Linked DNA regions of Sus scrofa: all the other regions are linked to region 2. A link is a contact called in public Hi-C and HiChIP or PLAC-seq data. All regions are on one chromosome and are shown on one strand. Each heading gives the region's core, a stretch centred on a gene start, on an enhancer-like site or on the middle of the called end of the contact. The rest is flanking DNA. Distances are from core to core; before and after follow the strand shown. Region 1 holds the start of CNDP1 (carnosine dipeptidase 1). Region 2 holds the start of CYB5A (cytochrome b5 type A (microsomal)). Region 3 holds the start of ZNF407 (zinc finger protein 407). Region 4 holds the start of CNDP2 (carnosine dipeptidase 2).

Evidence for each region. Hi-C and Micro-C count contacts between places; a contact is called where the count stands out from the background. HiChIP or PLAC-seq counts read pairs in DNA pulled down with a chosen protein or histone mark.
Region 1: a contact with region 2 is called in an H3K27ac HiChIP or PLAC-seq map of alveolar macrophages. The contact joins the promoter of CNDP1 here to the promoter of CYB5A in region 2. A contact is called at or near these places in 1 of 5 promoter capture datasets (skeletal muscle) and 1 of 2 datasets of contacts at active chromatin or transcription factors (alveolar macrophages).
Region 3: a contact with region 2 is called in a Hi-C map of skeletal muscle, with 4 times the contacts expected there. The contact joins the promoter of ZNF407 here to the promoter of CYB5A in region 2. A contact is called at or near these places in 5 of 47 Hi-C or Micro-C datasets (blood, heart right ventricle, liver and 1 more) and 1 of 2 datasets of contacts at active chromatin or transcription factors (alveolar macrophages).
Region 4: a Hi-C map of liver shows a contact between it and region 2, with 4 times the contacts expected there. The contact joins the promoter of CNDP2 here to the promoter of CYB5A in region 2. A contact is called at or near these places in 3 of 5 promoter capture datasets (fetal liver, fetal skeletal muscle and liver), 9 of 47 Hi-C or Micro-C datasets (alveolar macrophages, heart right ventricle, liver and 3 more) and 2 of 2 datasets of contacts at active chromatin or transcription factors (alveolar macrophages and skeletal muscle).

What each region holds. Positions count from the first base shown.
Region 1 is chr1:149,547,120-149,554,592 of Sscrofa11.1, reverse strand. CNDP1 (carnosine dipeptidase 1) reads left to right here and starts at 2,581. Exons shown (of 12, transcript NM_001290324.1): 1 at 2,581-2,600; 2 at 6,675-6,800. The coding sequence starts at 6,717.
Region 2 is chr1:149,732,501-149,739,836 of Sscrofa11.1, reverse strand. CYB5A (cytochrome b5 type A (microsomal)) reads right to left here and starts at 2,153. Exons shown (of 5, transcript NM_001001770.1): 1 at 1,949-2,153. The coding sequence starts at 2,077.
Region 3 is chr1:149,515,986-149,523,374 of Sscrofa11.1, reverse strand. It overlaps ZNF407 (zinc finger protein 407), which reads left to right and starts at 6,091. Exons shown (of 9, transcript XM_021073780.1): 1 at 6,091-6,370.
Region 4 is chr1:149,582,714-149,589,496 of Sscrofa11.1, reverse strand. CNDP2 (carnosine dipeptidase 2) reads left to right here and starts at 5,178. Exons shown (of 12, transcript NM_001243707.1): 1 at 5,178-5,218.

The DNA.
Region 1 (7,473 bases), core at 1,332-3,831, 190 kb after region 2:
TTTCAGGAACTGGAGGCTCTTGAGACTGCCAGGAGGAAAATGTCTGCCCAGATTTAAAACTTGCTTTTCCCCTTGTTTGTGTTTACAGCTGCAATAGTTTTACTAGTAAACAAATTCTGCATTTTTATTTATTTATTTTTATTTTTTTTGGTTTGTTTTTTGTTGTTGCTATTTCTTGGGCCGCTCCCGCGGCATATGGAGGTTCCCAGGCTAGGGGTCGAATCGGAGCTGTAGCCACCGGCCTACACCAGAGCCACAGCATCGCGGGATCCGAGCCGCATCTGCAACCTACACCACAGCTCACGGCAACGCCGGATCGTTAACCCACTGAGCAAGGGCAGGGACCGAACCCGCAATCTCATGGTTCCTAGTCGGATTCATTAACCACTGTGCCACGACGGGAACTCCCAAATTCTGCATTTTTAATACAGTGTTGAAATAGAACTAGTTAATTAGTGAAAAATCAACTACTGTTGGAGTCCTTCAAGACTATGCAAGTAATTATTCACTAAACGTCGCCTGGATCAGATTCTGTTCTGTGCCAGGCATGCTAGGCTTATGGGGACCTGGGACACAGGAAGACACAGTCTGGGCCTTCATGTAGCTTTTGTTCAAGAGAGTCAGATGGATAATTGTTAAGTAAACAAGTAGTAGGGTATTAGTGACAGGAGACCAAAAGGCAGACTGTACTGGGTCAGCTAATGGTGCCCAAAACCACGTCCTCCTGGAACCTCCAAATTTGCCTTACTTGGAGGTAGGGTCTTTGTAGATATAATTAGTTAAAATCAGGTCACACTGGTTGGGTGGTCCCTAAGCCTAGTGTCCTTCTAAGAAGAGGCTGAGAGACACCTGGGGGAGGACAGGTGAAGACAGAGGCAGAGGGAGCAGGACTGCCCACTGCCCCAGGGTTGGGGGGAGCAGGAAGATCCTCCCCTGGAAACTTTCAGGGACTATAGCCCTCCTGACCCGTTGAGTCCTAACTTCTGGCCCCCAAAACTCTGAGCCTTTGAATTCCTGGTGTTTTGCCTACATCACCAAAGTCGCCTGTGGTAGTACTGCCAGGAGGAGGCCCAGCCTGGAGTTCCTCCTTCCCTTCGTCCCTTGGATCTTGTATCCAGTCAAGAAGGTGCTATAGCCCAAGCTTTGAAATCAAGTTTGTTGGTGAGCTTCAGCTTTATAAGACTTGAGAGAGGATCTAGGTAATTAAAGGTTTCTTGGAAGCTGACATGTTGTCTGGTGACATCTCCATTGTCCTACTGGACTGGTCCTGCCAGAACTCTGCCCTCCTCTCCCGACTCCCTAGCTCTGCTCCTCTCCAGCCTCCCCTGCTGCCTTGAATCTGGGTCTCCCCACCTCTTAGGTCTACTGACCACACCTCTCCCCTCCCCCTCTCCATTGTTCTGCTGCTTGAACTCTCTGATTCCAGCTCTTGTTTCCTAAGATGGGTCACTGCAGTATTTTAGATTTATCCTGTTAACACTCTTTATGCAAAAATCCCTCAAAAGAGATCGAAAAGAAGGAAAAGAGGGCAGAAGCTCTGGTCGGAGGTCAACTCAGGAATGTGGAGCTGGGGATGGACACCCTGCCCTCAAGACCAAAGACCTGGGTTTCATGGGTGAATTCAGTGGAACACACTCAGTGCTGATGCTGGTCTTATTGTTTACTACTCTTCTCTCTCTCATTCTGAGGCTGTGGGGGCCCATCTGCAAGAGAAACAGCAGGAGTCTCTGGCTGGTTCGTTCACCACTTTTCTGGGTGTTTGTCATCATGCTGCTGATGGTTCCAGATGACAGAGGCTTGGGAAACACTGAGCTGCTGTTAGGAGAGGCCCAGGGCCCTGGCCAGAGCAGAGGGAGGAACACAGATGGAAGAGTCCTTGGGTGACACGGCTTCCCTACAGCCCAGCTTTCCCCCACAGGGCTGGTACAACCTTCTGCTGCCTCCTCTGCAGGCCCAGGACTGCAGGCAGCCAAGAATGCCCCTGGCCATCAGGCGGGGTCTTTGCCACCAGGGATCTGTCCAGCCTGGGCCTGGAAGGGCCAGCAGGTGCCTCGGGAACAGGACGGTGGCACATGGCCGTGCCTCTGGCCAGCGACCCCAGTCCTCCTCCAACCCCTGCTTCTCCTGGCCTCTGCCCTCTGCAGCTCTGCACACCTGTCCCCAGCCACCCATGCGGTGTGCAGAGTCACTTCTGCTTCTGGGACTGAGGCCCAGCCAAGCTCTTCTTTGGGGTTGACTCTCCTGTCACCTCCAGCCAGTGGATGCTGGAGAAGCTGGGGGTTCTGGGGAGTTTCTGGGGAATTCTGCTCCTTGGCCCTGGCTGGTGTCCAGGCTACCCTTGGAAAGCCACTCCCTCACCAGCTGGAGGAATTAGCTAGTCTCTGCAGGAGTCGCTGGACTCAGTTCAGCGCCTGCAGCGGAATTAACACAATCCAGAAAAGCCCTTTTTTTTTTTTTTGGTTTGGAATATTTATTCCTGTCATAGTGAGATAAACAAAGCTAATAAAAGATTTTTTTCCCCTGAATTGTAAAATTCATCACAGCGGACAAGGGCAGAGCAACCTCTGTAAAACAATCACCTGGGACTCTAGAAGACTTGGGTAAGTAGAGTTCTTGGCACCTGGTAGTTAAGTTTCTTATGGATGGAAGAGGGTCTGCCTGATGCACCATTGTGTGTCTGCAGAGAGCTGCCCTGCCTGGGCCATGGGGGTGGGAGGCAAGAATCCTTTCACTTTCTGTGCTTTATTCAATGTCAGAAACTAATACCAACTGCAAACAAGGCAGGAGTGGGTTTTATCATTAGCTGACCCCACTCCAGCCTCCTTTTGAGATGCCTGCTGTTTTCAGGGCAGGAGACAGAAGTGTCATTGGATGAGGTGGCCAGTGGGGACTTCAAGGCCACTGACTGTCAGCTGAGCTCTCAGATCCTCTCACTTTCTCCAATGGTGGTTGGAGCAGGGAGAGAACAGAGAACACTGAGGCCTCCCCTCCTGGCTACACCACAGAGGTGTGGTCGTGACTTTGAGAAGTGTTTACATTTAAATAAGACTCAGCACAGGGGCCCTTGGAACTTCTGCTGCCAATCTAAGAACAACTGGCTGGAATTAACAGGAGGCTCCAAGGAGCTATCTATCCCGGTTTCCTCTGGGTCCTGCAACACAGGGATGGGCCACCTGGCCCTCCAGGAAGACACTAAGACCTGTGTTTGCAGCTCTGCTCCCTGACCCCCACCCTCACCTTCCCCAGCAACTTGCTCCTTTCAGCCAAGGCCAAGGCCAGGAACACCCTTTCCAAATCCCTAGGTTTCTATGGGTGATTTGTTCAGGTCAAGCATGAATGACTAGAACACAAGAGAACAAAGAGAAAGATGAAGGAAAAACTCCAGGGGTGAGGGGTGATGGGGGGGTGCAGGCCAGTGGGCAGGGCTTCACCCCCAGGAACAAGCCATTGTAGGAGAAAATGTCCCAATAAAATGTAGAAAGGAGAGACTCCAGCCATGATGACTAAGCAAAGTCTAGCCAACTGCCCCAACCAGTCCTCCCCCATGCATCTGCTTCCGCATCTACTACCTTGCCTGACGTCACTCCAGTCCAACTAGTCAAGCTTGGACCTGGAAGGCGTAGCCCATAAAAGCCTTGTGAAACCCTTCTTCCGGGCTCAGACTCTGGAGAGCGATCTTGTCTGAGCATGCCTGCGTAATAAACCTGAGTTCTCCAACTCTGAGTGCTCGCTTGGTCTCTTGCCGGGTAAAAGAGCTGATCCACTACGGCCACAGAGCTACTGGAGCTGGTACGGGGCTGTCGCCAGAGCTGATACGCTGCAGCACAGGGCTGCTGGGTATGTGCCGTAACACCATAAGAAGCTCCACCCTCCAGTGCCCTTCCCTCAGGAAGAATGGTCAGACCTCACAACCTAAGTTTTCCTTCCCCTCCTGTGGCTTCCTTTTCCCCTTCAGATTTTCCTTTCATATATCATTGAAGAGGTGCACCAAATCATTTTTTTTTTTTGTCTTTTGTCTTTGTTGTTGTTGTTGTTGTTGCTACTTCTTGGGCCGCTCCCGCGGCATATGGAGGTTCCCAGGCTAGGGGTTGAATCGGAGCTGTAGCCACCGGCCTACGCCAGAGCTACAGCAACGCGGGATCCGAGCCGCGTCTGCAACCTACACCACAGCTGACGGCAACGCCGGATCCTTAACCCACTGAGCAAGGGCAGGGACCGAACCCGCAACCTCATGGTTCCTAGTCGGATTCATTAACCATTGCGCCACGACGGGAACTCCCCAAATCATTTTTTAATGGAAGCTGAATGAATGAAAAATAAAAATAACAGCTCACATACTAATTTAAATAGATCAGCAGCAAAAAGTAGCCAGAACTTCCTGGTCCTGCCGCCATGGGTCTGAAGGAGCCATTTCCTCCTGGTTGGCAGCAGCTCTGGCTCCTGGCTCTGCCCCACCCAACCTGGTCAGGTCTGGCCTCACTCCCAGCAGAAGGTGAAATTGGTAGCCATGGAGGGAGATGCTGAGCAGCTCGTTGGCGCCATCTGCTGGACTAAGTGCTTAATGCACGCACCAAGGCGTGTGGCTCATCAGACCCTGATTCACCCCCTCCTTAGCTTCCTTTATAGACATTTCTCATACTCAAGAATATATTTATATTTTTGAATGGGTGCCTAGATTTATGATTATTATCTTTATGACAACTCTGTTGCAATATAATTCACACATTTTACAATCCACCCACCTAAAGTGTGCAACTCAAAAGTTTTTAGCATATTCAGAATTGAACAGTCACTGCCACAATCAACTTAAGAACATTCTCATCATCTAGGAAGAGCTCCCAACACATTAGCAGTCGTATTACATTTCCCCCAATGCTCCCAGCCCTAAGCAACCACGAATCTAGGTTTGTCTCTCAGGATTTTTCTCTTCTGGAATTTCAGGTAATTAGACTGATATTATACGTAGTCTTTTATGTCAGCTTTCTTTCACTTAACATAATGTGGGTTCAGGTCCGTTCATACTGCAGCCTGTGCCAATTCTTCCCTTCTCTCTGTGGCTGAGTAATTGTTCACTGCATGTCTGAACCACATTTTGTTTATCCAGCCATTTGCTGACAATCATGTGGATTGTCTCCACCTGTAGCCATTCCGAATAATGCTGCTGGGAACATTCAAGTACAAGTTTTTGTGTGGACACAGGTTTCATTTCTCTCGAGTGCGCATCTAGGAGTGGAATCTCTGGGTCATGTGGTGACACTGTTGAATCATTTGAGGAACTGCCAGACTGTTTTCTAAAGCAGTTGTGCCATTTTGCATTCCCACCAGGACTGCATGAAGGTTCCCTTCCTCCACATCCTCACCAGCCCTTGTTGTTACCTGACTTGCTAATTTTAACCATCCAGAGTGCTGTGCATCGTTGTCTCATTGTGGTTAGATTTGCATTTTCCTGGTGGCAATGATGTTGAGCATCTTTTCATGCGTTTATTAGCTATTTGGGTTTTTTGTTATTGTTGTTGAGAAATGTCTATTCTAATCCTTCTGCCCATTTTAAAAATTGGGTTAATTTATCTTTATTATTGAGTTGTAGTGGTTCTATTCCAGACTCAAGTCCTCAGCCTGCCTCTGTTGGTGCCTGGAACTGGAGGCCAAGAAAAGAATCAGCCTGAACCTTATTTAAACCAGCTTTAAAAAAATTAAAACCTATTTCAAAAATGTACAGAGCTGGAGTTCTCACTGTGGCTCAGCGGGTTAAGAATCCCACTAGCATCCATAAGGGTGCGGGTTTGATCCCTGGCCTCACTCAGGTGTTGCTATTGCTGTGGCATAGACCAGCAGCTGCTGCTCGGATTCGACCCGTTAGCCTGGGAACTTCCATATGCTGCAGGTGCAGCCCTAAAAAGAAAAAAAGTACAAAACCAATCCAGAAGGAAGAGTTAGTTTGGAAGAAGTTAATTAGTTTAATTCTCAACCTGGAATTCCTCCCTAATTCTGGACCCATTTTTCCTGCTCTGCACCCAGCCTGGAGCCTTCTGAGGGGTCCCAGGGAGAGGGAAGAGGGAGGAGATGAGGTCTAAGGCAAAGGAAGGAAGGGATCCAGCAGAGATGGAAGCAGAGAGGCCAGTTTGGTGGGAAGGAATGAGGAGAAAACTGTGAACTTGGGACGCCCAGGCAGAGAGTGTGGCTGACTGTGTAAATGATCACCAGTCCTCAATGCCACTTATCCTGGGGCAGCTTGTAAGTTCCTTCTTTCTTTTCTTCTGTCCTTCCTTTCTTCCCTCCTTCTCTTCCCCCTTCCTTCCCTCCCTCTCTCTTTCTGTTGCTTTTTAGGGCTGCATATGTGGCATATGGAAGTTCTCAGGCTAGGGGTCGAATAGAGTTGCCTACGCTGCAGCCATAGCAACATGGGATCTGAGCCACGTCTTCGACTTACACCACAGCTCACTACACTGCGGGATCCTTAACCCACTGATAGAGGCCAGGGATTGAACCCGCATCCTCATGGATACTAGTTGAATTCTTAGCCTGCTGAGTCACAGCAGGATCTCCTACCTTGTGGTATGTTAGTTTGCAAGGCTGGAAGCAGCTGTGTTGGATAACATTAACTGTCATGAAGTATACAGAAGGTTGAGAGTCCAAAGTCTGGTCTTTGTTTTAAATCATCCCATCTGTCGCAGGTGTCATCTGTCCTTGCCTTCCTGCTGCTGCTGGACTGGGGCATGTTCTCCCCACCTCCCCCGCCGCCCGGGCTTCTGGGGAAGATCTTCCAGTACATTGATGTCCACCAGGATGAGTTTGTGCAGGTAGGAGACCTCCATACACAAAACGTCTGGATAGGAGTTCCTGTTGTGGTGCAGTGGAAACGAATCTGACTAGGAACCATGAAATTTCAGGTTCCATCCCTGGCCTTGCTCAGTGGGTTAGGGATCTGGAGTTGCCGTGAGCTGTGGTGTAGGTTGCAGACTCGGTTTGGATCTGATGTGGCTGTGGTGTAGGCCAGCAGCTGTAGCTCTGATTGGACCCCTAGCCTGAGAATCTCCAAATGTCATGGGTGCGGCACTGAAAAAAAAAAAAGCAAAGCATCTGGGTAGTAGGATTCTCTTTGGGAATCTGGAAGGACGGTTTTTTGCTGGGAGATGTGGGTATTTTGGGCTAACAACTTTAAATCCCATTTAAACCGCCTGTGGCTCTTCATTGAATTAGAATAATAAATTATTGGTTAGATTTAGGTCAGAGATCCTCCTGGCCGTTCCTCCCAAAAGGGCATCCCCAGTGCATGTGACCCAGGGGCGTCTTCAGCAATGACCAGAGAGCTCCATTGCGCCATTAGCAAATGGCCCATCACCCCCTGCAGAGGGGCCCATGCGGAACTACTCACCACCTGCAGACCTGGCTGAAGCACGCCCTCCCTGCTGCAGCTTCCAGTCCAGAGTTCTGCAAGTTCAATTCAGTTCACAAGTTCAGTGTCACAGCTGC
Region 2 (7,336 bases), core at 904-3,403:
TTTTTTTTTTTTTTTTTTTGCTTTTTAGGGCCCCACCTGCAGCATATGGAAGTTCCCAGGCTAGCGGTTAGATCAGAGCTAAAGCTTCCAGCCTACTCCACAACTACAGCAACTCAGGATCCGAGCCGCATCTGTGACCTACACCACAGCTCACGTCAAAACACTGGATCCCCGACCCACTGAGAGAGGCCAGGGATAGAACCTGCAACTTCATGGACACTAGTTGGATTCCTTTCTGCTGCACCACGACAGGAACTCCCATATGCTATTCTTTTTAATAGACACAAATAAAGAAAGCACACTCTGAATCTTAAAATTCCAAAATTACACATACCATAGGAAGGGAGAAGAACAGCTTTTTTTTTTTTTTTTTTTTGTCTTTTTGCCATTTTCTTGGGCTGCTCCTGTGGTATATGGAGGTTCCCAGGCTAGGGGTCGAATCGGAGCTGTAGCCACCGGCTACGCAAGAGCCACAGCAACATGGGATCCAAGCCGTGTCTGCGACCTAGACCGCAGTTCACGGCAACGCCGGATGCTTAACCCACTAAGCAAGGCTGGGAATCGAACCCGAAACCTCATGGTTCCTAATCAGATTCGTTAACAACTGAGCCACGACGGGAACTCTGGGAAGAACAGCTGTTAAACAGACATTTGATATCAGTTAGATCTGATGATATGATGCAGGATTATTAGCTGAAGAAATTCTAATAGCAAATAAGCTCCATAGCTCAGCAGAAGGGGCGGGCCAGATCAGATCTGACTCCCTACTATAAACCACTCTTAACTGTATTGGGACACTGTTTTACCTTCTGGCACATCACCTAAAGACAACAGTAAAATATCTTACCAATAAACAAAAACTTCAACCTTTAAAAGTTTTTTAAAACATTCTCTACAAAACAAATGTCCTTTGATAGAAATTGTGACCCAGCTCAGACCAGGCCTCTATCTACATTTTTCTCACAAACTATGTGAAGAATTCCACTAAACATTCCTATTCATTGTCTGGGGGAATGAAGGAGTGTTATACTAAGATTTAAGATTTGTGACTCAAACTCCTTCACAGCCAGAGTTGGGGGAGGGGGGACTCAATATTTACTGCAAAAATTATAATCTAATGCAAAGAATCTTATCAAAGGAATGTTCTCCTCTAAGTTAAGCAAAGTTATTTTTACAATTTCCAAAGTTGCTTAAGGATCAAGTCCCACTGGCAATTTTTACTTCTCTGTCCCTCTTCCTCTCTTCATCAAAGCCACACACAGCCCGCCACACTGACTCGAAGGAGTCCAATACTGTACCTCACTGAAGTTATCATTAGATACCTTTACAATCACTGGGCGCCTTCTAGATGGTGGGCATGGATGGTGGGGCTGGCTTGTAGGTGCCAGGGGGAGAGCAGCTCTCGGGGTGGGTGATCTCCAACTGGGTCCAATTAGGAATCCACTCCAGAAATAATAAGTGGGAGGACCCCTGTCCTAGATGAAGCCCTGGTTTGTGTAAACTCAAGGATAAAAGATCTTTAAAATCCTTCCGTGGTTGAGCTCTTAGGAAGGCAGCTCCAGATGCGATTCAGTTTCCCTCTAAGTTCAAAATGGTTCTTTCTTACACGCCCGCGCAGGGTCTCCGGAGGCAGTCCCTGCCCTACAAGGGAGGGCTGCAGACTGCTAAAACCGCTGATCCAGCCGCAGAACTAACTTACGCACCCTCGGTCGCCCTCAGGTGTGCACACACAGGTGTGCAGCTTCCGGGGATGCACACGGAGGCACGCAGACCCAAGTGTACAAACTCAGGGTCCGCTCCCAGGTGTGCAGACTCAGCAAACACTCCCGGGTGCGCACACTCAGGTGCGGATATAGAGGCGTGCAGGTCTATCCCGACATGCTGCAAACGACAGGTCTTGGCAGGCAACCCCCCAAACTTAGGCCAGCATCCTGCCTCACAAACTCACCTCCTCCAAAAATTTGGTCAAATCGTACACTTTGTGGTGCAGGATTAGCCAGGTGCTCTTGCTGTTGTTGTGCTTCTGGATCTCTTCCAGGGTGTAATACTTCACGGCTTTGTCGGACTGTTCGGCCATTTCGTAACGCGGCGAACCTCAGGCCCTGCTGACAGCGGCAGAGATGAGCGGAACAGAGTGGGAGTCCTGGCGAACTCGGGCCGGGACATTCCCCTGGTCCCAGCTCCCCAACTGGGCCGGGCGGCAGACAGAGGAGAGGGGGACGGCCGAAGCACGACCTCCGATGATTGGCCAGAACTCGTGTCACTCAAAGGGCGAGCTCGACCGACGTTCTCTGCCAGCCCCAAAGCGCCCCGCCCAGTATGCGAGTTTTAATTGGCTGCCGAAGGTGCCCTCCATGTTCACGGTTGTGGGAGTAAGCGGAGGCGGGGCTTCCTTCGAGTCTGCGCAGAAGGGGATGATGCGGGAGCCCGGGACCGTGGGGTGGAGTGGCTGGCGAAGGAGGGTTCATTGTGGCAGGCGCAGTGTCCACCTTGGCAGGGCAACGACCACACAACAAAATCGCCGCGATTTCCCAATCAGGTCAGATCAGCCAGACCTGGACATTAATTTGTAACAAATTCGTTCCGTTGCTAGTGTCAGGGTGAACTGAGTGTCAAGGTGATCTGTTACGGTGAGAGGAGATGTGGTAAACAACCAGTGCTCTCATTTAGCCTCCGTAGAACGAGTGTACTTACTGCCCAATTGCTTGACCAATTCCCCTCACCCCAGAACTGCCCCCATTCTCACAGGAAAAACAAACCCGGGGGAATTGTTCTATAAAAGCAAAATCGTCCTAAAGAACTTAGGACATAAGTTATCTCGCTGTTGACCCAGACTATGCGAATACTTGTACTAGTGTCTTCTTTGTCTTTTCTCAACAGTATATTGTTTAAGATAAATCCTAAATGATTGACAGTTTTTGGAAGAGTATAAAACAGTACCTCCCCAGCTGGCACCCATAGGAAGATTTTAAGCACAGTTCTTTCACATTAGCTGCTGATACTTTTTTCCTGTCCCATTGCTTACCTCCTCCTTTGTAGGAATGCAAGGCCGTAGAAAAGACATTTTTGCTGACATTCCCAATAGTCCTTAGCTTTTTTTGTATGATGGAATACACTGATTTTCTTTCTTGTTTTTTTTTGGGGGGGGTTGATCTTTTTTAGAAGTGTGGTTGATTTACAATGTTGTGCTAATTTCTGGTGTACATCAAAGTGACCCAATCATACATATATATATACTTTCCTTTTCTTATGTTATCTTCCATTATGGTCTATCCCAAGAGATTGGATATAGTTTCCTATGCTACACAGGACCTCACTGCTTATCCATTCTAAATGTAGTAATTTGAATGTACTAACCCCAAACTCCCAGTCCATCCCACTCCCTCCCTCTCCCCGTTGGCAACCACAAGTGTGGCCTCTATGTCAGTGAGTCTGTTTCTGTTTGGTAGAGAGGTTCATTTGTGCCATATTTTAGATTCCACATGTAAGTGATATCATATGGTATTTGTCTTTCTGACTTACTTAGTATAACCTCTAATTGCATCCATGTTGCTGCAAATGGCATTATTTCATTCTTTTTTATGGCTGAGTAGTGTGGAATACATTGACTTTCATTATTATACCAGCCTTGCATCTCTGAAATAAATCACACTTCTCTATGATGTATAATTTTTAATACTCTTTTTTAAAAAAATTGAAGTATACTTAATTTACCATGTTGTGTTAGCTTTTGGGTGTACAGCACAGTAATTCAGTTATATATGTATATGCACACATTCTTTTTCATATTCTTTTCCACTATGGCTTATTATAAGATATTGAATATAGTTCCCTGTGCTATAGAGTAGGACCTTCTGGTTAAATATCTATATATATGGTAGTTTGTATCTGCTAATCCCAAACTCCCAGTTTATCCCTCTCTTTCCCTATCTTTTCCTTTTCAGGAAGTTTTAAACTATGGATTTAGTTCCCATAGTAGTTGTAAGACTATTGAAATCTATTTCAAACTGGGTGAGTTGTGGTAGTTGGTAGTTTTCAAGGAACTGATCCAGTTCATCTAAATTATCAAATCTATGTGTGTAGGATTGTTCATAGTAGTCCCTTATTAGCTTTTGATGTCTGCAAGGTCTGTAGTGATATCTTCTGTTTAATTCCCGGTAGTAGTAATATGACCTCTCTTTTTATTGCCCTATTGTCAGCCTTGCTAGAGGTTTGTCAGTTTTATCTATCTTTCCAAAGAGCTTACAGTTCCCATCCTGGCTCAGCAGAAACAAATCTGACTAGCATTCATGAGGACGCAGGTTCAATCGCTGGCCTCAATTAGTGGGTGAAGGATCTGGCGTTGCCCTGAGCTGTGGCATAGGTCGCAAACGTGGAATGGATCCAGTTGCTGTGGCTGTGGTGTACATAGGCCAGCATCTACATCTCCAATTTGACCCCTAGCCTGGGACCCTCCATGTGCCTCGGGTGTAGCCGGAAAAAAAAGAGCTAGCTTTTTATTGTTTTTATTTTCTTTCCTAATGTCATTGACTTCTGCTCCTTACTGAATTTTTCCTTCTACTTGCTTCCGGTTCCTTTTTTTTTTCCTACTTTCTTAAGGTGTGAGTTTATTAAGACTTTTCCTTTTTTCAAATACATGCACTTAGTGTTATAACTTTCTTAAATGCTTTAAAAATAGTAAACTACATTACCTATACTGTTTCCCTAACAGTTCTCCAGACCGCTGAATCTCCCCATGACTCTGACAGAACAATGAATCTCTTCAGTGCATGACTACCTCTATAATCCAAGGTCAAGACTATTTCAGATTTCAGTTCCAGTTCCAAATAACTCAGGAAGTGGTTAACAATAAAACTTTGGTGCCAGTGACCTGGATCCTATCCCTGGTTTGGTAAATTATGCATGACATTGACCTAATCAGTTAACTCTTCTAAGCCACTGCTTATAAATGCTTAGTACAGGGTTTGGCACATAGAAAACAATCGATAGATTTTAGCAAGTGCTATTACCAAATAAGACTTCCTTATTCTAAAGCAGAGTGTATAAGGAAACATCCTATGTGGCAGGTGCTCCAGGTGAGGTAAATTTAGACAAATTTAGAAACAAACCTGAGAAATTAAAGGAATACAAATATTTACAAACCCTTCCTGACCTCCCCTCCAGCAAAGAAATTTTTATAAACATTTAGAAAACCAACTCTACTCCTAAAGTTCCTCCAACTCTACTCCTAAAGTTCCTCAAGTAAAATATACTATAGAAAGCACTCAGTCTCCTACTATAAGGCAAAAATAAACACATATTATTACATTTTTAATTCCTTTTCTAATTCCTTCTGCCACTCATGCACAAGACACACTTGAGCAGCTCTTTCCTTCCCACTCACAAATAATTAATTTGCCATTATATAGTCATAACCATAGAGAGTGAGTTCCCTCAACAAATGGGCACTCTACAAAAAAGGACTCCAAATTATCTACATGGATAATTTGCATTATATTTATCTTTTAAATATGTTAGCATACGTTAAATTTTCTTTTCCAAAAAAATTTGTATCTCTAGTGCATATATTTACTTGATTTCCAAACAATTCCCCATCTATTAGCAATAATTTCCAAAATTTCCTGAATTTTTAAATTTTTCATTCATTTTAAAATACTTATAGAGTTCCCGTCGTGGCTTGGTGGTTGGCGAATCCGACTAGGAACTATGAGGTTGCAGGGTTCGATCCCTGGCCTTGCTTAGTGGGTTTCAGATCCGGCATTGTCGTGAGCTGTGGTGTAGGTCGCAGACATGGCTTGGATCCCACATTGCTGTGGCTCTGGTGTAGGCCAGCAGTTACAGCTCCAATTCCACCCCTAGCCTGGGAACCTCCATATGTGTCAGGTGGGGCCGTAGAAAAAAAAGACAAAAAGACAAAAAATAAATAAATAAAACAAAGCACTTATGAAGTTGTTTTTACCCATGTATATTTATAACACCAGAATGTCAGTTGATCCTCTCTAATCAACTGAATATCAGAGACAGAATGAGGAGCAGAGAGCAATGGATATAATCTGATAACAAAGCTAGTGCTTAAGTTCATTGCTGAGGCAGAACAACTTTCCTCAATAACTTAAGACAAAGACAAGTTAATTATATGTAATCTTACTATAAATACATTCTTGGGCACATTTTCCTTGTATGTCCATCTTTAAATAGCAGCAGATAAATAAAAAGGTTAAATGTTTGATTGTAGGACATGGTTGCAATACTAATTTTCTTTTTAAAAATCTTTTTGGGGAGTTTCCATTGTGGTGCAGTGGAAATGAATCCAACTAGTATCCATGAGGATAAGGGTTCGGTCCCTGGCCCCGCTCAGTGAGTTAAGAATCCAGCGTTGCCGTCAGCTGTGGTGTAGGTTGCAGACACGGCCCTGATCTGGTGTTGCCGTGGCTGTGGCATAGGTTGACAGCAACAACTTGAATTCGACCCCTAGCCTCGGAACTTCCATAGGCCACAGGTGTGGCCCTAAAAACAAAAAACAAAACAAAACCAAAAAACTTTGTCTCCAGCACAATGGAGCAAGAGTAAAATGGTATAAATAAGGAAAATTCCAGATATCCTATTTAACCTCTGTTTGCTGTAGCCTTAGCATGTGGAAGTTCGTGAGCCAGGGATCGATCCTACACCACAGCAGTGGCCCATGCCGATACAGTGACAATGCCTTAACCTGCTGTACTGCAGGACAATTCCAGATATCCTATTTAACTTTATAAAGGGTTTAAGATTACATACAGTTCTATGACACACAGCTGATGGTGTTATCATCATCAGGTCACCCAAGTCAGAAGCCTGGATATCATCCAGGGAGCCTCATTATCCCTACTACCATTGCCCCCAGATGTGCCTTTCATGATTACTCGCCTATCTGCTTACAATAACTTCCTAACAGGTTCTTCTTGCCTCTAGTTTTGAATTCCTCAGACTCATCTTCCATGAGGAATGGATCCCAAATTAAAATCTGATCACATTACTACTTGCCTAAGACCTTCCAATGTCTCCCAATAACTAAAGTTCGAATTCCTTACCAGAACATCCAAGATCATTCACAATCTGCCTCTCTAGCTTTATCCTTTGTCATTTTCCCTTCAATCTTTATAGCCTAGCAAGTGAGCTATTTTTAGATCTCCAAAAAGGCATTCTTTCTTCTACTCCATACTCTTGCTTAAGCCCTGTCTTTCCTCTTTTTTTTCCTCTCTTTTTAGGGCCGTAGCTGCCAACTTTCTCCACAGCCAGGGCAACACCAAATCCTAGCCTCTTTTGTGACCTACACCGCAACTTTTGGTAACCCGATCCT
Region 3 (7,389 bases), core at 4,842-7,341, 220 kb after region 2:
AAGTTTATGATCCAATTTATATTTTTATTTTTTATTTTGCTTTTTTAGGGCCACACCTGCGGCATATGGAAGTTCCCAGGCTAGGGGTCATATCAGAGCTAAGGCTGCTGGCCGACACCACAGCCACAGCAACATCAGATCCAAGCCACATCTGTGACCTACACCACAGCTCATGGCAACAGCGGATCCTTAACCCACTAAGCGAGGCCAGGGATCCAACCCGCAACCTCATAGTTCCTAGTTGGATTCGTTTTCACTGCACCACGATGGGAACTCCCAATTTATATTTTTAAAAGGGTGTTCATATTATTCAGTTACAAAGCTGGGTAAAGTACATTGTAGCCATTTCTGGGCAATGTAACATGAATTTCACCAATCTGCTAAATTATAAGATTATTCATTCACTGATCTGCACTCCTGCTGAATCTCTGTTAATTAGCTACCAGCAGGCAAGAAGGGGAGGACAGCTGAGGCCACCAAATCTAAGAGAGGAAGTCTGAGTGCAGAGCCTGTGGTTTTCTGCCTCTCAGGGCCACGATGAGCCTGCTCAGCTCTCCTGGGTCCATCTGGGTTTTCTGCCAGGCGCAAGCCATGTGACTATGTGGGTTCTGCTGTGATTTAGGAGCCAGAAAGGAAACACTTTCCAGGTTGGGAACATTCAGAGGGGTGAGAGAAACCTACCCAGTTACTGGCCAGGAAAATCAACTGCAGAAAAATTTAAAAGAAAATACTAACATTTCTCTACTCCCAACCTCTTTGGTCTTCCATTTTCAACACATCTGTCTACTAAAGGGGTCCAGCAAAGTGCACTGCACAAAGTAGGTGCTCAACATTGCTTGCTAAAATTCTTTTGATTCCACAGCTGCGTCTTGGGGCTGTTCCCCCCTGCTCCGCCCCCCACCAGGCCTGCTGTTTTCAGTTGACAGTCTTGGGAGCAGCTACTCCTGGGCAGAGCACATAAAGCGGGTCATCTGGTAATGGGTCTGTGTACCCTCCCAGGCAGCACTTGTCTCCACGGGGGCCATGAACGTACAGCCCATGAGCCCTATCCAGCACCCTTCACTGTTTCATGAGGACTTCACCTGGTTCTAAGCACTTCTGAATTGGGTGCCAGCATTTCAAAATCAGACCTCACACAAATGACATCTCTTGAGCAATCAGAAGAGATGCTGATCCTTGGCTCCTGCTAGGTAACAAACAGCTAGCTGAGCCCAGGAGGGGTTGTGCTAAGCATAGTGACTGATCCATAACATGTGCTCAATACGTGTCTTAGAAGTGGAACAAGAAGGAACAAATAATGCTATTGTATTTGGCTTCTCACTTGTACTGATGGCTACTTTCACCTAAAAAACAAGTCCCTAGGAGTTCCTGCTGTGGTACAGAGGAAACGATTCTGACTAGTATCCATGAGGATGTGGGATCAATCTCTGGCCTTCATCAGTGGGTTGGGGATCTGGCATTGCTGTGAACTGTGGTGTAGGTTGCGGACATGGCTCAGAGCTGATTTGACCCTTGGCCTGGCAACTTCCATATGCCAAACGTGTGGCCCTAAAATGCAAAAAAACAAAACAAAAAAACAAACACAAGTCCCCAAACAAATGCTACTTTGTGATTGGTCAAAATGACTTTTAAACACTATCCTGTTTTAAATGTATTCAATGCTATCTATTGTTTTTATGTTTCAAGTTTGAATATTAATTGAACATGTAATAACTAAAGAGTTAAATAATGATCTGAGGTCTTGATTATATAAGATGTAATAAAATATTTGTTTGTGATAATAATGTACCTATGGTGAAATCTGGCATAATTTTGTTATCTGTAATATTGCCATTCATGATAAGCAGTAAAACTTAAACCAAGGTCTAATACTTGTACTTATTTCTGTTCTTCCACTGATTAACCCTATAACATTTATATTGTAATTTGTAGGTACTTAACAAGTAAGAACTTAACCTTCCTCTTTAGGAAGCCAGCTCTGGGAGGCAGACTGGGTTGAGTATATTCTGGTCTTTGCCTAGCTGTCCAAAAGCTCAAGCCATTAATGAAGTACAAAGATAGAAATACAGGTTTTCTGAAGGAAAGTCATGTATTCTTTTTTTCTTTTTCTCTAGTGTGATGTGCAAGAGAACTAATGGATGGTAGGTATAATGACTACAATTTCTTAACAGTTATGATAAGTAAATAAGTGCTTCTGAGCTTTTTTCGATTAGGTAGGTTGAAGAGAAAAAAATTGTCATTATGTGGGAAATTTTATTTAAAAACATTATTCCAGTGTAATTTCTTATTGAGAATGAAAAAAGATGTCAGATAAATTATGCCTTTGACTATAATAAAATATATAAAGATTTGAATCATCTCGCCTCCCACATTGAAATTCACCAAAACAGCATTCAAAAAAGAACTTAGATTTAAAATTCTAGTGTGGGAGGTTAAGTGTTCATAGCATGCTTTCACTGTTATTGTAGGTAGGCATGTGAATGTAATGGCAGAAAATGTTAAAGGAAATGAGAACTTCAAATGACACTGTTCAAGTAAATTAGTCATTGGAAATTAGTCACCAAAAATGACCAAAGCTTCCTTTCAAACTTTAAACAATTATAATCGAAGGCAGCTATCTAAACTTTATTTAAAACCCCACTTGAAGAACCAGGAGGCAGATTTCAGGGCTACTACATCAAGGCAAAATGAGGAGAGGGAGGTTTGGGAAAGAAGAGTCACAGCGTGGAGGCACCCAATTCTGCATACTCTGCCTAACCTTTGGATGACCTCTGAACTATGCGGGAGGCAGATTAAAGCCTTTGGCTGAGGCTGAGGGAACTGAATGTGATCTTAGTCACTACCATGACAGGAGAGACAAAGTATGGAGTATGAATACAGCCAAAATAACTGCCTGTTAATAATAAGTGCAAACAACCTCTTCAGAGGAACATTAAGTGAATTCAGAATTTCTACATTATATTACTCAGATATCTAGGATACAACCAAAATTACTAGACTTTTAAGGAAAAAGAGTTCCCATTGTGCCTCAGTGGAAACGAATGTGACTAGAATTGGTGAGGACTGGGGTGTGATCCCTGGCCTTGCTCAATGGGTCAAGAATTTGCCATTGCTGTGAGCTGTGGTGTAGGTTGCAGACGTGGTTCGGATCCCTCCTTGCTGTGGCTGTGGTGTAGGGCAGCAGCTATAGCTCTGATTCGACCCTAGCCTGGGAAGTACCATATGCTGCAAGTGCAGCCCTAAAAAAAAAAAGGAAAAGGAAACATGAATCAATCAGATGAGCAAATTAATGAAGATTAACTCGAAGAAGATTCATATGTTGGAATTAGCAGGCAAAATGTCAAAAAGCTATTATAACTGCTCAAAAACATAATGGAAAATATCCCTTTAATAAGCAAATAGGAAATCTCAGCAGAGAAATAGAAACAAGATAGAACCAAATGAAAATTTTAGAACTAAAAGATGTATCTGAATTAAGAAAAAAAATCACTAGCTGCTTTTAACTATTGGAGATGACAGAAGAACCAGGGAACAGAGAGGACAGATTAATAAAAATGATCCAATCTGAAGGTCTGAGAGGAAAAAAAAGAATGAAACCAAAACAAAAAGGAAAGACTCAGTGATTCATGTATAAAATCAAGAGGTGCAATATATATTTAATTGGAATTTGAGAGTATGGGGAAAAGTATTTGGATAAATAATGACCCCAAATTTTCAAAACTTGGTGAAGTATATAAACTTACAGGTGTTAAAATCTCAGAAAACCCCAAACAGGATAAATATGAAGAAAATCTAGTGCCTAGACACAACATAATAAAACTGCTGATAGGCAAAAACACAGAGAAAATTTTGAAATTAGCCTGAGAAAAATGACATATTATAAATAGGGAAAATAAAAGGGAGAAATGATCTGAATGACCTCTGCTCATCAGAATAAAATGGAGGCCAGAAGACATGGAGAGACACCATCATTAATAAACAAAACATCTCTTAAAGAAGCCCCAAAGACATAGATACACACAAAGGCTATATATATCCAAGGATATAAATAATGCATATAATATACATACTTATAGAAGGATATACATGTATATTATATATAAATTTTCCTAAGGAGACACAGGGAAACATAATCAAATTTTTCCTATATTCTTGGATTCTCTAGAGTGTTGCATAACACATAGCAACTACTTAGTAAACACAGCTATCTATCATCATTAGTATTATCTAATGGAACCAAATATTTAAAATGTTTTAATAAGAGTAGCAATATTAGACATTACTGCAACTTAGAAACTTTAGAACCTATTCTGTTTAATTAATAGAATTTCAAAAGCAGGGAAATTTACCCTTAATGACTCATTTTATACACGAGTAAAATGAGATCAAGTTGACCTCATTAAGGTCACTTTATGATGCAAAGGTCCTTTCTTGGCAAAATAATGGATGATGGGGAACTGACAAACTCAGATTTTATTTCACTGCTCAAAGAAGGGAGATGAAATGTTAAATAAATTCCCAAGGTAAGAAAGGTAGCAAAACCAGTCCCTTGAAGATCAACATCATGCCTATTCCGAATGGAAATTGTGTTAGCTATTTTAATTGTTGAGAAATTCATTACCTTGTCATACAAGACTAACACTGTTGAAATAGCTATTAAAAGGTGCATGGGGAGTTCCCATCGTGGCGCAGTGGTTAACGAATCCGACTAGGAACCATGAGGTTGCATGTTTGATCCCTGCCCTTGCTCAGTGGGTTAACGATCCGGCGTTGCCGTGAGCTGTGGTGTAGGTCGCAGACGCGGCTCAGATCCTGCGTTGCTGTGGCTCTGGCGTAGGCTGGCAGCTACAGCTCCGATTCGATCCCTAGCCTGGGAACCTCCATATGCTGTGGGAGTGGCCCAAGAAATGGCAAAAAGACAAAACCAAAAAAAAAAAAAAGGTGCATGGTAGGCTGGAAAAAGGTTGACACTGTAAGTTTAAAGGTAAGTTCCACTTTTACTAGAGGTGTAAGCTTGGAATAGCTATTTGATCTTCTAAACAGCAATTTCCTAGTGGGTTACAGTAAGAATTCGACCAGATAATGTCTATGAAAATTACCCTATAAAACAGTATTAAAAGTGTTATCATCACCGGAATATTCTGATTTAAAAGGAAGTGAGCTGGAACTGTCCTTGAGAGGTTTGGTCTAGAAAGCCTATCATTATAAGGTCATCACTTAAAAACTCCATTTACTTAAAATTATACAAATCTGATTATTTAAAACATTTCCCTATACCTACAAGATAAAGTCAAAACTTCCCAGCAAGCTGTATCTTCACAATCTGATCCCGGGTGGGATAATGCCGCTCCTCTACACCTCTTTGTCAATGCACTTTTCGAGGTGTGGTCTTCCTTGCTAGATTTTGAGTTTTCAAAGAAATGGTTGGAAACTCAAGGTCCGCAAATGATCTCATGTAAGGGGCAGGTCAGGGCGTTGACTAATACGCCTCAGGTCGCGGCTTACTTTCTTCCTAACAATTTTTGTGCTGTACCGTTAACGTTTATAAAAACGGTCCATGCGTGGACGTTTTAAACACCCAGGCATTTTCGGCTTTTCTTGCCAAACTGGTGAACCAGTCAGCTTTTTTTCCTTCCCCTTAGTATCAGACTCTGCTCCTGGCTCCCTAAGGCCTGCGACCAAGGACCCCTTTTTGGAGTCAGTCGACAGACTTTTTTCATAATCTGGAGTTGCGCACGCGCCTGGCATAGCAGAAAAACCTGGTTCCTGTAGATGAGGGCCTCGGAGGCGCCAGGCACCACTCGGGCCGGCGAAGGCCGAGGGCAGCCGGCCGCCCGCCCCTCGAAGGCCTCGGGGTCCTCTAAGGCGGACGTGCGAGGGGGTGGAGTGAGGACGCTTAGGGTAGGGAGGAGTGCACTGTCCAGGGGGAAATCCTCTTCGGGACCCCCTGCAACCCCTACTTGGCCCTCGAGGTCAGACACCGCTAGCCTTCGAGCCTGACGCGCGTCTCCATTTCTTTACGTTGACTTCTTCGGCTTTCCGTTTTCCTCTCTTGGGGAGGGGCGGGACTTCCTGTTTCACAGCCTAGTGACTTCCGCCAAGAGCTGATAGACTAAAAACAACAGGCACACAGGTCGGCCGGCCAGTCGGGAGATAAAAAGGGACCTAGGCGTGGGTTCTACTAAGCCAGAGCCAAGACCTTGGTTTTCGGTCATGGCGTCCCCCGCTCTGTCCGCGAAGAAGTCCTCGGAACCGCCGGAAGTCGCTCAGCGGAGAGACAGGAAGTCCCTCCCCTTCCTCCCAGAGGGAAGACGGTGAGCCGGAGGAGTCAGTCAGAGGGGTGAGCAGGAGCGATTCCGTCGGCAAACAGGTAAGTTATTCTCTGGCCGGGGCGGGGGGTTTGGAGGCGGGGACCGTCCAGCGTCAGCGCGGGGCCGGGAGGCGGTGGCTTGAGGCCCCAGGCCCGGGCGGCTGGGCGCCGGGAGCCCCGCCAGGGCCCTTCGCTCTTCCTCCTCCCCCCTCCCCCCCGCCTCCGCCCCTCCCCGCTGGCCGGTCCCTCCCGACGCCGCCCAGACTCACCCGACACACGCCCGCCGCCCGGCCTCCGCTCCCGCCCGCTGCTGCTGGCTCCGCCGCCCGGACTTGCGCGGGGCCTCGGTTTCCCCGCGGGGCCGGCTGTCAGCGCGGAGGCTGCGATCCCGCGCACTCCGCGCGCCCCTGCCTGCAGTCGGGAGCTTCTCACCGCCAGGCTTTCCCCGATCCAACCGTACACGCCCGAGCGCGGAGCTGCCGCGGTGTCGGTTTAATGGCCTGGGCGGTCTGGGCTGTGGTTTCCTTCAGTCGACCGCCCTCTCCGGGCCTCCGGAGCTTCGCGGGCTCGCCGCTGCCACCCGCACCTTCTTCCGTTAAGGACGCGGGCGGGCAGTCTGTAACGCTGGTGACCGATCGCAGCGCGGCTGGAAGGGAGGGTCCTGGCCGCTGGGGTTCAGCCGCTATAAGCAGTTAAAGGGAGATCCCAGGATGCCGCACACCGCTGTTGGCAGCAGCGGGTTTCGCCCCAGTGGCTACCACCTCCTGCCAGCCAGCGGGCATGTCCTGTGTACGCTTGCCCGCCTCTGGAGTTTAGTCTGGTGGAGGTGGGCAGGAGCTGCTGACCTCTTTCGGTTGCAATGAGTTTTGAAAAGCCCATTTATTTTTCAAGGGGGGAATTCTGGAATAGGTCATCTTGGCCGGGTTGGCATCCATGGACACGCATGTAGTATTTCTTTATTTTATAGGTAAAGTAATGGTGATTGAGGGGTAAATTTTAAGTTTGTGCAGGTGGAACTAGTCACGATGTGCACCTGTTTTCAGGGAGGTGTTAGTCCAGTTGGAATACCAAATAGGGAA
Region 4 (6,783 bases), core at 3,929-6,428, 150 kb after region 2:
GTTAACAAATCTGACTAGGAACCATGAGGTTGCAGGTTCGATCCCTGGCCTTGCTCAGTGGGTTGGGGATCCGGTGTTGCCGTGAGCTGTGGTGTAGGTCACAGACACAGCTCAGATCCCATGTTGCTGTGGCTCTGGCGTAGGCCGATGGCTACAGCTCCGATTCGACCCCTAGCCTGGGAACCTCCATTTGCCGAGGGAGCGGCCCAAGAAATGGCAAAAAGACAAAAAAAAAATTAAAAGTAAAAAAATATATATGTATATATATAATTGAGAAATGAATAAAGGTATCTTTGCAGCCAAAGAGAGATGGTATAAACCCAAAAGACTCATCACCAGCTCACAGGTGAGCCCTGACAGTTTGTCACCTTATAAAACATGGCAAATTACAAGCAGCATTATTAGTGACAAAGCTCCAAAATCAGTGTGAAGTTCTCACAACAGTGTGGAAATTGCCACACATTATTAGAATGGAATAGACGCAAATGACTGAAAGGAAAGATAAATCATTTTTATTGAACGCGTTTCATGGTGAAGGTATATGTGTAAGCAGAACCCTGGAAAGTAAACTTGATAACCAGTCCTCCTTGTCCCTTGTTCCAGACCTTTCCACCATGGCGTGCTATGACCGAGGGCCATGAATTCCCAAAACTCACTCCCTGTGCTGGCACAAATAAAGGACTCTGTGAGGTCTGTACTTAAAAATGCCAAGTGGTAATTAAAACACTTAATTTTTTCCACATCTTGGAATTCCATTATTTTGGAATAATGCTGCAGTGAACATGTAAGTACAAATATCTCTTCTAAGATTCCAGTTTCAGTTTTTTTGGATAAATACCTGAAATGGGAATGATGGGTCGTATGGTACTTCTATTTTTCAGCTTTAGAAACAAGATAAATGTTATTGACAGAAGAATAGATAAAGAAAATGTGGTACATATGTGTAAGAGAATATTATTCAGCCATAAAAAAGGAAATCCTACCCTTTGGTGTACAACAGAAAGATGAAGTTAAGGACAGTATGTTAGGTGGAAGAAGCCAGACACAAAAGGATGAAGATGGTATGATTTCACTTGATGAGGCATCAACAATGTCAGACTCAGAGAAACTGAGAGTAGATGGGTGATTGCCAGGGCTGGATAGGGGAAAATGAGAAGCTGTAATTCAGTGGGTTAAGTTTCAGTTATGCAAGATTAGTAAACCCTAGAGATCAACATAGTGCCTATTTGCACACTTACGAATCTTTCCAGAGGTTAGATTTCATTTTAAATATTCTTACCATAATAAAACAGGAAACTTTCGGAAATTCTGCCCAAGTTAACTTTTTTGTATGTTGAGAATCATATACCTTTTTTTTTTTTCCCCAAAAAAGGCAGCAATTCATGGGTTCCATTGTCTTTCAGCATTTGGGAAAGAATCAAGGCAATGCTGTCACAACTGTAGACAGAGGACATCACTCCTCTTTGTCATCCCCACCCCACCCACAGCTTATCACAGGTTGAATAAAAGTAAACAGAAAGGTAGCAGGACATAGCGGGGAAAAAAATTCTGCCTCAATATTTGCTGTGAAGATCAAATAAAATAAAGAATGGAAATCTGACTTGTGAATGATTAAACATTGCATACTTTAGAAATGATCCTTTTAAATGAGGGTTTATGCATTTTCTCTAGATTTAATCAATGCAAGAAACCTAAAGGGAGGTGACTTCAATTTCATTTCAGACTAAATCTAAACATTTCGTTCAAGGGTACCTGATAATGTAAAACCAATTTTTAGGCTCTTTAAACTGCTGTCACCGGAGTTCCCTGGTGGCTCATCAGGGTAAGGATTTGGCATTGTCACTGCTGTGGCTTGGGACACTGCTGTCGAGCAGGTTCTATCCCCGGCCCAGGAACCCACAAAAATTAAAAAATAAAAAATAAACAGCTGTCAAGTATCCATGTAGTAACAGGTCATAGGCTCTCAAAATCTAGAAAATTGGGGGGAGGGGGCTTTTTTCTCCTTCTGTCCAAGGACTGTGTATATGGCAGAAACTGTGGTTTGTATTCACATTTTGCCAGGGGAAAGGGGATGGGTGGGGTGGGGGAAGTCATACTTTTTTGCCTTGGATGCAGTCGCCAAGGTGTTAGATTTATTTATGTACATTTATCACTTTCAAAAATAGAATTTTATGCATTTATTCAGAAGCCCAGAGAGTGCCACACAGACCTTCACAACCTAACACTCTGGGAAAGTGTTCTGAAAGTTGCAGTTGTGTTGCACAAACTGTAACAGAATGGGTTGCAAGTCCCGAATGAGCCTAGTGCCCAGCGCACAGTAGGTGCTCACTAAGAACTGGGAGAGTGTGTGGACGGTGAATGTATATGCAAAGCTATTCTTTCTTTTGTCCTTTCCTCTGCTGCCTCAGATTGTCCTCTTGAACAAGGTGTATCTTATGCGTGTAGTGACCTGGGAGAAGAGTCACAATGCTCTGCCTCCCCGTTCCACAACCCTGCACATCCGGCTTCCAGCATCAGCAGCAAAGTGATACATACAGTAAATTATATACAGAGTACATTGAATACTTGTCTTACTCATCCTCTGAGGCTGGAGAGCAGGCCAAGCAGGGCCCCCTTTCACAGTCAAGTTGCCCCGTCCTTAGTCAAGCCTAGACCATGCCTGTCTCTGGGGTTCCTGCAGCACCTAGCACCCGCTGAGCTATGATGTCGACCCCTTGGCCAGCTCAGGTGCCACCCAAGGGAACTGACTCAGAGGCAGGAGAGGTAGGAACCTGGCCAGGCCTTCTGCCCTGCAGGTGAACTGATTCCAAATGGTGGCTTACTAAACCAACTGTTCTCTCTTTGGGGAAATTTCAACTTGAGACAAATTTCAACTTGAGCAGAAAGTGGAAGCAGACTCATGGAGGACACAAAACAGGCACCAATGCTGTGGACTCCCCAGGTGACAGTGAGTCATCTGAGGGAACACTGGCCCTCGAGGCACCCAGCTGTCCCTGGGCACCTCTACCAAGCCCCTGCGTGCTTCCCTCTCTCCCTGGGATCTAAGAGCCTAACTGGGGGCTCAGAAGACACACTGGCTATGGTCCTTACCCTGGAGCAAAGTGTAACCTGTGAGGAATCAGGTTTGTGGCTAGGGAGCAATCTGCAAAGCATCCTTTACTCAAGAAGGAATGGATTGCAGTGCCGCCTGCTGGAGATATTCAGATGCGCACCCTTGGGTTTAAATATGAGCCGCTTTGTAAGGCAGGGGTCTTCAGACAGAAATAGCCAGGGGCAGAAGACTTTTAAAGAAGGATCCAAAAGTTTTAAGATCACCAATTCCAGCTGCCCAAATTTCACATCTATTCACAGAGTCTTCATGAATGGGGTTAGTGTCCTTACAAAAGAGACCCCAGAGAACTTTCTGCTTATGTTGAAAAGACCACCCCCATCTATGAGAAGCTAGCTCACTGAATCTGGTAGCAGCTTGATCTTGGACTTCCAGCCTCCAGATCAGAAGAAACAAATTTCTGTTGTTTATAAGCTACTCAGTTTTTGGTATTTTTGTCATAGCAGCCTGAAGAGATCAAGATACTCAATGCCAGGCATGTTCTAAGTTCTGTACTAATTCTTTAAAAGCCAAAATTCTCCAAACGAAAGGGCAATTTGAAATACAATTTGAAAGTATGCTATTAGAGAATGCCTCCTTACTCAAGGCCACCTGTCTGTTGCATATTTTGCTTTCTTTCAAGGGCAGGAGGTAGAAAGTTCCATCTGCTGACAATTAACATTATATTTTCAAATATAAGGGTTCTACATCAAGATAAAAATTTGCATTTTCTTAACTTTTATTCAGATTTGCAGGAGAAATATTTTCATTAACGTTTCTCAAATGATTATTAGGTACTGTAAATGCATATTCAGTTTTAATTTTATCTTTTATTAAAGTATATTGATTTACAATGTTGTGGGCATATTCACTTTTTACTTGTACCCAAGCTTCCTCTTTGCTCTTATTTAGTACCACCACATACCCGTAAAATTTTAATAAACAGGTAATGTGTTACAGATTTTACTCTAAATCACTTTTTGCCATGTTTTTCACCAAATTCAGTCTCATTCCATCAAGAATCTCATTTATAGATAGCCGAACTAATTTTTTTAAAGCCTAATAGATTTGAGTGAAGGATATATGTCCAATAAATTCAAATTACTTACAAAAGTGTATAATATATGTAGGTGGTTTTTAATCAATCATGTACTACTAATAATTGTAATAAGAATTTAATCTAGAAGAGAAAAAAATTAACAGAATTTTCTAGTTACAGGAAAGTAAATACTGATTTAAATTTTTATACATATTGTACAAATGTATAAAAGTATAACAGTATCATTAATAGTATCAAGTATAAATGATATTTAATGATTTATAAATGAAATGCTGCAATTAAAAAAAATTCTGCAACGGATATTGATGAAAACAGAATTTCAAGGGAAAAACAAACCATGTAAAAATTTAAGTAATCTTATTTAAAAATATTTACAGGATGTGAGGAACTACATCCATTCCAACTATAAAATTGTCATTAAAACTACAACAACAACATAGAATATGGGAAGGGTAAAATCTTTCCCAAATTTTTTGGGTGATGCTCTAAAGGAGATAATCACACCCTCGGAGAAATAGTAGACGCTCAATAAGTAAATGGTGGGTCTACTTTCTTCATTAATTCCTAGGATTACTGGATCTAAATACTAAAATAATTCCTCTTAGTAACGGTGAAGGCTTGGTGAACAAAGTGCCAAAGATACGTGAAACGGAAACCTGTGTGACCAGGAAAACATGCTTCAGGAACCCGCGGGAATGGGGACTCTGGGTAGGGGGGTGTGGGCACCTCAATCCCGGACCACTTCACACAAAACACTACCTCTCCAACCCCACGGTTGAGGCAAAAGGCGGAAGACCAAAGTAGATCGCCGCCGGGCTCGCGCTTTTAAGCCCTGGCCTCCCAGGTCTCAGCCTCGCCTCCTGCCGGCGCCGCGCTCCGAACAGCGGAGGGCGGGGCGGCGCAGTTTCCGGCCAGGTCCGGGATTGGCGGACTGCACGGCGGCGAGGCGGGGATACGCCAGTGCTCCGGTCGAGGTCTGGGATTGGTGGATGGGGCGGCTGCGGGGCGGGCCCGCACAGGGGGCGTGACCGAGACACGTGGTGCGGAACCCGAGCTGTAGCAGCTGGCTGGTGAGCGGCCTTCCCGGGGAAGGAGGTCCCTGTGGACAGGGAGGTTCCTGCAGGCGGCGGGAGCAGGGCCGAGGCCGGGAGCGTGGGGTCCAGGCCGCCTCCCGGCAGGCAGGGGAGACCGGTCGCTGCGCGGCGGGCCAGGGACCAGGCCAGCTCTGAGGGGCCTGTGGCCGGCCCTGACGGGAGAAGAGGGCGTCCACTCAGAATGCGGCCCGCTCCAGTCAGAATGGGGTCCGGGGCGGCGGCGGGGAGGACGCACACTGACCCGCCTGTGAGCAACCCCTCCCCACCCCCGCCCTCCGCAACAGTGAGGCCCGCAGAAAACTAAAGCCTGTCTCTCGGCTGCAGAGACCTTTGGCGGAGGCCTGAGGTTGGTGTTGCAGGACGGCCTGCGCTCAGGGTCGGAGGCCCGGGGTCAGGGTCTCCACCCTCACTTAAGGCTGGGAGGTTGCACGTGGCTGCCCTGAGGCAGTCTCCGGGAGTGATGCTTGGTCCTGCGTCGGCCTGTCCTGAGTCCTTGGGCCTCCGACCCGCCCTCGCCCGCGCGGGAACCTGGTGCTGACTCAGCGACCCGGCGGAGATTTTATTTATGCCTTTGTCATCCCTGGTGTTTGCAGGGAGGGGTGGTGAGGAATAATTTTGTAGAACTGTATGTTTGGGATTAAAGTTCTAGATTGAGCAAATCAGAGGTTCCTACTCCTGTTGCAGTGGTTTTTACACAGAGCTGAAGCCCTCATTCAAGAGTCCCTTTACTTTTGCATGTGCCTTGAATTAAGGAGGTCAGGATGGAGCCTCAGAACTGAAAGAATCTTTGTAGGGATTGCTGGGTGGTTCCAGGTGGTACCACCAGCCCTTCTTCCCCTCACTGGAGTTTCAGTGTTGAAGTTACTTTACTCCCCAGGAACCTTAGATTCCAAGAAGGGAGTGAGGCTGGTGTTTACTTCCAGACAATAGGGTTTGCTTTTGTTCACTCCAACTCAATGCTTTTACCCTAATAAATGGGGTTCACCAGGGCATATAAAAGTGGTCCCCATTTAGAGTTCCCTCCTGGCTCAGCAGGTTAAGTATCTGGCGTTGTTACTGCTGTGGCTCAAGTCATTGCTGTGGTGGGGATTCTGGGAGCTTCTGCATGTCATGGTGCAAGTCCCCCCACCTTAGCCCCCCAGAAAAAAGTAGTCCGTTGTAATGGCTTTGGTACTGGCCAGTTGGTGAAACAGGAATAACTGTGCATGGGAGGGAGAAAGGGGCTCTGGCCTAACCTCTCTGACCCAGTTAGCAGTTCAGAGATGTTGTTTTTCCACCTGGTGAGGTGGCAGGAAGAGCTGAATAATCCAGTCTCTGTTTACTCTCCTTTGGTTAAAGATTCAACTTAGATAGCTATATATTTGACTTTAGCTGGAAGGCGATTGGTTAACTGGGCTGCAAAAAGCATAATGCTAATGAGAATATATCACAGTGAGCATGGAATTTGTGCTGTGTAATGACCAGGAACTCAAATGAAGAGTATCTGGTGTAGCATACTGTTCTGCTAAATAGGTTTTCCTTTATGATTGAAAATCTGACTT